Regions from separate parts of the Mus musculus genome. Here region 1 is linked to region 2. The links are chromatin contacts, called in public ChIA-PET maps. All regions are on one chromosome and are shown on one strand. The core of a region is the stretch at or near the end of the contact, and the rest is flanking DNA. Distances in the headings are between cores, read along the strand shown.

Evidence for each region. ChIA-PET counts read pairs in DNA pulled down with a chosen protein or histone mark.
Region 1: an RNA polymerase II ChIA-PET map of memory CD8 T cells shows a contact between it and region 2, with 27 read pairs. The contact joins two enhancer-like sites. A contact is called at or near these places in 3 of 115 datasets of contacts at active chromatin or transcription factors (effector CD8 T cells, memory CD8 T cells and pancreatic cancer cells).

Annotation. Positions count from the first base shown.
Region 1 is chr12:21,478,964-21,482,008 of GRCm38.p6, forward strand. No RefSeq gene overlaps it. Among named protein-coding and RNA genes, the nearest start is that of Gm4419, 63 kb to the left of the region's middle. Within about 2 kb of position 1,493, at least 40 of the 459 cell types and tissues checked have an H3K27ac peak or open chromatin away from gene starts, as enhancers often do. A contact at or near this core is called in effector CD8 T cells and memory CD8 T cells, where this site is marked.
Region 2 is chr12:21,172,301-21,175,416 of GRCm38.p6, forward strand. All of the region lies in intron 2 of Asap2 (ArfGAP with SH3 domain, ankyrin repeat and PH domain 2), which reads left to right. Among named protein-coding and RNA genes, the nearest start is that of Asap2, 62 kb to the left of the region's middle. Within about 2 kb of position 1,686, at least 55 of the 459 cell types and tissues checked have an H3K27ac peak or open chromatin away from gene starts, as enhancers often do. A contact at or near this core is called in effector CD8 T cells and memory CD8 T cells, where this site is marked.

The DNA.
Region 1 (3,045 bases), core at 243-2,742, 310 kb after region 2:
CAGGACATTTTGTAATGCAGTCACTGCCTACTTCTGACCTTCATCCATCTTCCACCCCCACCCCTCCAACCCCTTTGTCCCAATCACTCACTCTAATTTCAAGGAGACACTATTATCCAATCCAGGGTACAGGGCAAGGATGGAAAATGCCACAGGTTTTGTATTCCTGACTTTTGGTAACTGTTTGGAAACACTTTCTAGAAGCTTCCTGTCTTAGTTAGGGCTTTACTCCTGTGAACAGACATTGTGACCAAGGCAACTCTTATGAGGGCAACATTTAATTGGGGCTGGCTTACAGGTTCAGAGGTTCAGTCCATTATCATCAAGGTGGGAGCATGGCAGTGTCCAAGCAGGCATGGTGCAGGTGGGGCTGAGAGTTCTACATCTTCATCTGAAAGCCAATAGGAGAAGACAGGATTCCAGGCAGCTAGGACAAGGGTTTTAAAGCCCACACCCACAGTAACACACCTACTCCAAGAAGGCCACACCCCCTCCAACAAGGCCACACCTCTTAATGGTGCCATGCCCCGGGACAAGCATATACAAACCATCACACTTCCCTAGCTCCCCAGCCATATCCTCCTCTGTGCTCTCTAGCACTCTGCCTGTTTCTCTCACAGCTCTGAAGATGTCTGCTCACAGCTTCAATAACCAGCCCAGGCTCCTTCATAGAAGGAGGGCATCCCATTCATTTGCACATCTTCTGTCCCTTTGGGATCCACCTGGCCAGGTCTAGCTTGTGTGTGATGTGCAGTCGTAACACCAGGTGGATCACTGAATGCCTGCTATGTGCCATCCACTCTCCTGTTGCAGACAAAGTATCCTCCGAGTCTCACTCTTCAGATCAGGAGTCTGAGGCTCAGGGGAGTGGCATATAGCCCACATTGCTCCCTAAGTATGCATCAGCTGATCCACAGGTGCTCTCTCTCCCTCTCCCTTCTCTCCCTCTCTCTCTCTCTCTCCCTCTCTCTCTCTCTCTCTCTCTGTGTGTGTGTGTGTGTGTGTGTGTGTGTGAGAGAGAGAGAGAGAGAGAGAGAAAGAGAGAGAGAGATGGGGACTATTGCTGCCCCACTCAGCTCTGTTCATGGATGCTGGATGCTAGGGAATGAAACACTAATCTTCATGCTTGTGCTACCAGTGCAGCATACTTTTGCACAGTTAGCTTTCTCCCCAGGTCAAGACCTGGATCTATTTAGTATTCATACTTGTTGATTTTAGAACTAAATTATTCACACCTTCAGTTGACACTGGGGCATAGTAAACATTTCCTAAAGGAGAGAATTAACACTCAGAAGCAGACACATGAAGGGCAGCCTCTGGGAGAGCACTTTGAGGGTTGGACTTCTGGTAGACCTCAGACTTTCTGGGAAACCTTGGTTGGTGTGTGCAGGCCAGTTTCCACTATGTTGTCAGGGAAACAAGGTACTCTGTCATAGCTGCTTACCACAGCAGCGTTGCCAACACTCACCACACCCAGCTTGCATGCCACTTTGGTTTTGTGTTGTGGGTTTGTTCTCCAGGGTATGAGGGACCGCCTCAGTGAGCTCATCTTTACAGGTCTCTGAGTGCCACCCATTGATGTGCCTTGGCACTGAGCTTTCACCACTGGCTCCAGGGGAGATCTAGAAGGTTGATGGTCCCCACCCAAGTGTTCTGGTTCTTGAGATCCCCATCCTACTGGATCCTGTCTCCCACTAGAGTCATAGATTCTTGTCATGGAGGGCAACCATCAAATGTGGAATAGAAAGTTGACTCAGAGATAGGAGTCAAGAACTCCCCCTCGGCTGGGCATGGTGGTGTATGTCTTTAATCCTAGCACTTGGGAGGCAGAGGCAGAGGCAGAGGCAGAGGCAGAGGCAGAGGCAGAGGCAGAGGCAGAGGCAGAGGCAGAGGCAGAGGCAGAGGCAGAGGCAGAGGCAGAGGCAGAGGCAGGTGGATTTGAGTTCCAGTTCAGACTGGTCTACAAAGTGAGTTCTAGGACAGACAAGGATATACAGAGAAACCCTGTCTCAAACAATACAAAATAAAATAAAACCAAAGAAATAAATTCTCCTTGACACTCCTTGGCTCAGCTCACCCCAACTTTTTGGGAAATATTAGAGGCTAGCAGTCAAGGCTAAGGCAGCAGAAGGTAACAGACATGAGAGCTCAGAGATTTGGGTCTGAACCCTGGCCCACTGTTAACCCCACTTTTCAAAATTAAGTTCTGCTTTCTTGATCATCAAACATTTACTTTGTGTCAGGCCCAGTGTGGGACTCTGGGATCACCCAGATAATAAACACTTCCTTATCTTGCCCAGATCATAGTTTGATGGAGATATTAAGCACATCCCCAGTATAAGAGCAGTGGTAACCCCTAGTAATGGAAGAGTCCCACTTAGCTCCTCAAACATATGACTGTCCCCCTCATGGGCCCACAGGTAGCAAAGACTTCTTAAGAAGTGCACACTGCAAATGGTATAGGTTGGCATGTAGCCTGCCTCTCACACTGCTTCAACAAATGAGGCTACTGCAAGCCCCTTGTCTACTATTTCCTCATCCATGAAATGGGCTGATAGAGGCTGTACACATAGGCTTGGTTTCATCTCACTGAGTTCCATGTACTTACCTGGAGAATATACAAACTTTCATAGAAGATTGGTCTTCCTTGATTATCCCATATTCACGTGTAGATCGAACCTTTAGTAGGATTAGTAAGTCTCCCACCTTCCAGGACATAGTGGAAGAGATGGCCAGGATCAAGGGGCATGGCTGCAGAATGAGAGCTGTCAACTGTGCAGCTACTGAAATTGCTTGTGTACACACTTTGCCACTGAGGGCTGTGTTCTGTGAGGACACATGCCATTGAAGGGTGGCTTTGGAAAATAGCCACAAGGACATTGCAACAGCTGTCCTTATTTGTGGCAGGAACTCTGACCTGGGAACTTCAGGCTTCAGACTGGTAGGTTTTTCCCTAGGGTCCTTTCTTCACCCTTGCCTGGAGCCTGAGCCTGTGACAGTGTGGGCTTCGAAGGGCACAACTCGAGACCTTGGGAAGCCACTACT
Region 2 (3,116 bases), core at 436-2,935:
TCACTCTCAGCCCCTTGTATCTACAGAGCCAGCCAATAGACGTTGGAGTCTTCCCACAGGTCCTGTCTGAGAGTCTGCACCGCTGGTTGTCGAAACCTAATGCTATATATCCATGCCTCGAACAGCTGGGGCTTGTTGCAGTTCTAGAAACAGGAAGTCCCCATTAGGCTACCAAGGTAGGCTCTCAGGTGGTTTATAGACAGTTGGCTTGTTTCGAGACCATAGCCCTATAGCCCTGACTGGCCTGGAACATGCTATGTAGACCAGACTGGCTGGGAATTCACAGAGATGCAGCTACCTCTACCTCCTATGTTCCACCACGCATGGCCAACAGTTATTTTCATGGGATACAGGAAGAAAGTCCTCTGGGGTCTCTGCTCATAAGGTCAATCCCATAAGGGCCTTGCCTTCTGAATTCACCTAAAGCTAATGATTTCCTAGTGGCTCCATCCCTTGATAGTAGCACACTGACCTCAGTATTAAACTTGGGGAGGCAGGTGTGTTCAGTCCCAATACAGACCCTGAATCTCCTGCCCCTCTCTTTCACATTTAAGTACCTTACATTTTAAAAGTTACATGTATTAATTATTATTTTGTGTGGGGTGGGTTGGGGGTTATGTGCACATAGAGTAACTTTGACAGTTCGATTCTCTCTTCCCACCACATGGGCCCTAGCCATGGAATTCAGGCTGTCAGGTTTGGTGACAAGTGCCTTTACCTGCTGAGCACCCCGTCATCTAGAACAATCACATCTCAAACTGGTTAGCAAGTTTAGGTCATCTACTCTTTCCTCTCCCTGTCAGGCAGCATACTGTACTCCTGGATCCCAGGGATTACAGGGTGAGGGATGGGACATTCTTCCTCCCTCATCGAGCCTCTGAGTGTTTTGAGGTTGGTTCACTTTAAACTCTTTTGGCAAGCCCCACATTAATGGGTCCTTAATATGCAGGCACTGTTAACGGCCCTAGGGCAGCGCTTCTCACTGTGTGGGCCAAAATCCCTTAGACAAACCTGGGTCTCCAAAAATATTTACATTACAATTCATAACAGTAGCAAAATTACAGTTATGAAGTAGCCATGAAAACAGTTTTATGGTTGGAGTCGCCACAACTTGGGGAACTGTATTAAGAGGTCTCAGCATTAAGAAGGTTGAGAACCACTGCTCCAGGGAGATCTGGTTAAGGGCTAGACTTCACCTGTGGCATCCCTGGTTCAATTGGTCTGTTTATAGCTTCAGTGTTTGCTAATTAAACAGTGCCCCAGAGGTAGAGCTGATCTTTGAGAAATCCACCTTTGAAGTTGTCCTGGGCATCAGTACACCCTCCCCCTACTCCACCTTTATCTACTGAGCATTGATTTACTTATGTGATAGCAAGGGATTATGCTCTCTGTTGGGGATGCCTTTTGTGGAATGTCTTATGAACAGGTTTTTATGTTAGGGAGCTGTTTCTGTAATTTTTCCCCACTCAGTGAACTGCTACCTGAACTCTTAAAACAAAACAGCCCGAATCCAACTTTATATTTATTTTAAATTCTTCTTAAAATTTCTAAGCTCTGTCTCAGCATAAAGGTGTTTTCCTCCAAGCTGAGAAGTTGAAGCTAACATTTTCATCTGTGTTTGACACATCAGCGGGTGAGAAAACTCATCTCAAGGAGGATGAGCATCAAGGAGGAAGCAACGTGAGACTTTCATTTTCACTTCTAGACTCGCCATGGTGGATGGAGTGTTCTTAGGGAGAGCCAGAGCCCTCCTCACCTGGAGTCTGGAGGCCCTGGGGGAATTGTCACATTCCCAAATAGAAAGGTACAGAGGAAGAAATGCTAATTTTACCTGCAACTTTTACTGTCTTCTTCCACCTACTGAGGAAAATGAACCTTCATAGTCCTTCACGCCCCACCAGGTGTATGTGTGTGTGTGTCTATCTGTCTGTCTGTCTGTCTGTGTGCGCACACATGAGCAGAAGGTTAAAGGACAACTTGTGGGAGTTTTCTTTTTCCACCACTTGGCTTGTTACGGGCATTTCAACCTGCTGTGACCTCACTGGCCCTATTTTTTTTTTTTTTTTTTAACGAGAAGCATATACTAGCTTATGGATTGAAGTTTTAGTGTGTATTAAGAAGACAACACATCTGGGTATGGTTTTCTAACTTGTACATTGAAAAATAAATCATAGTTGTTCTCAGAGTTGGACAAGATTACTGGAAAGCTAGAACTCTGCTCTATGGTCGTAACATTGAAAGTGGGCACACAGAGTTTTTGGAAATCTGTAGGCAGTGCACATCGCTGAAATCAAGATCTCTACGAGGAAGGTTCTTCTTGCACAAATATGTTTGTTGTTTTGTTGCATTGCTCATCATGCCAAAATATAAGCAGTGCTCCTGACAAAACCAGGATCAGCCGCTTGGGATGATGGGACTGTACTACAGAAATGAGAATGCTTATGAAACCCAGGGTACAAAATCTGTGCACACATTTCTGTTATTAAAAAGAAATAGCACATCGTAACATCATGAAACAGCATATACTACTGTCAAGATCTTCATACGATTGATGGTAGAAGTAATGATAGCAAAAGTCAGGTGTTCGTGCATTTGCTGGAGGCCGGGCAGTCTACTTACATAAATGTCTTCCCTACAGCAGTGCTGTGAGTTAGGCGCTGCCCTTTGGCAGCAGGGGCACAGCTGGGCACAGCTGGGGCACAGTTAGGGCATGATGAGGATGCACTCCAGAGGAAAACATCTGGCAGTCCTGCTGAGCAGGCTGAAGTCAGTTTGCTGGTTGCCAGTTGAGTCTGAGGCTGTCCATGCTGCTTGCTCTAGAGGTGACTCTCAGGTGACCTCAGGGAAGTGTGAAGATCATTGTCCCATTGAGTTATAAGATCCTTGGAGTCTTAGGGCCAGAGGAAGCACATCTTAAAAGAACGCTCAAGGACTTGGGACTTGCTGTTTTAGAGGGGAGAGGATACTTGTGAGACAGGGTTTCTCTGTGTAGCCTTGGTTGTCTTGTAACTTGCTCTGTAGCCGAGGCTAGCTTTAAACTCGGATATCCACCTGCTTATGCCTCCTGAGTGCTGGATTAAAGGTGTGTGGGCGCCACCACCGCCAAATGGCTTGTT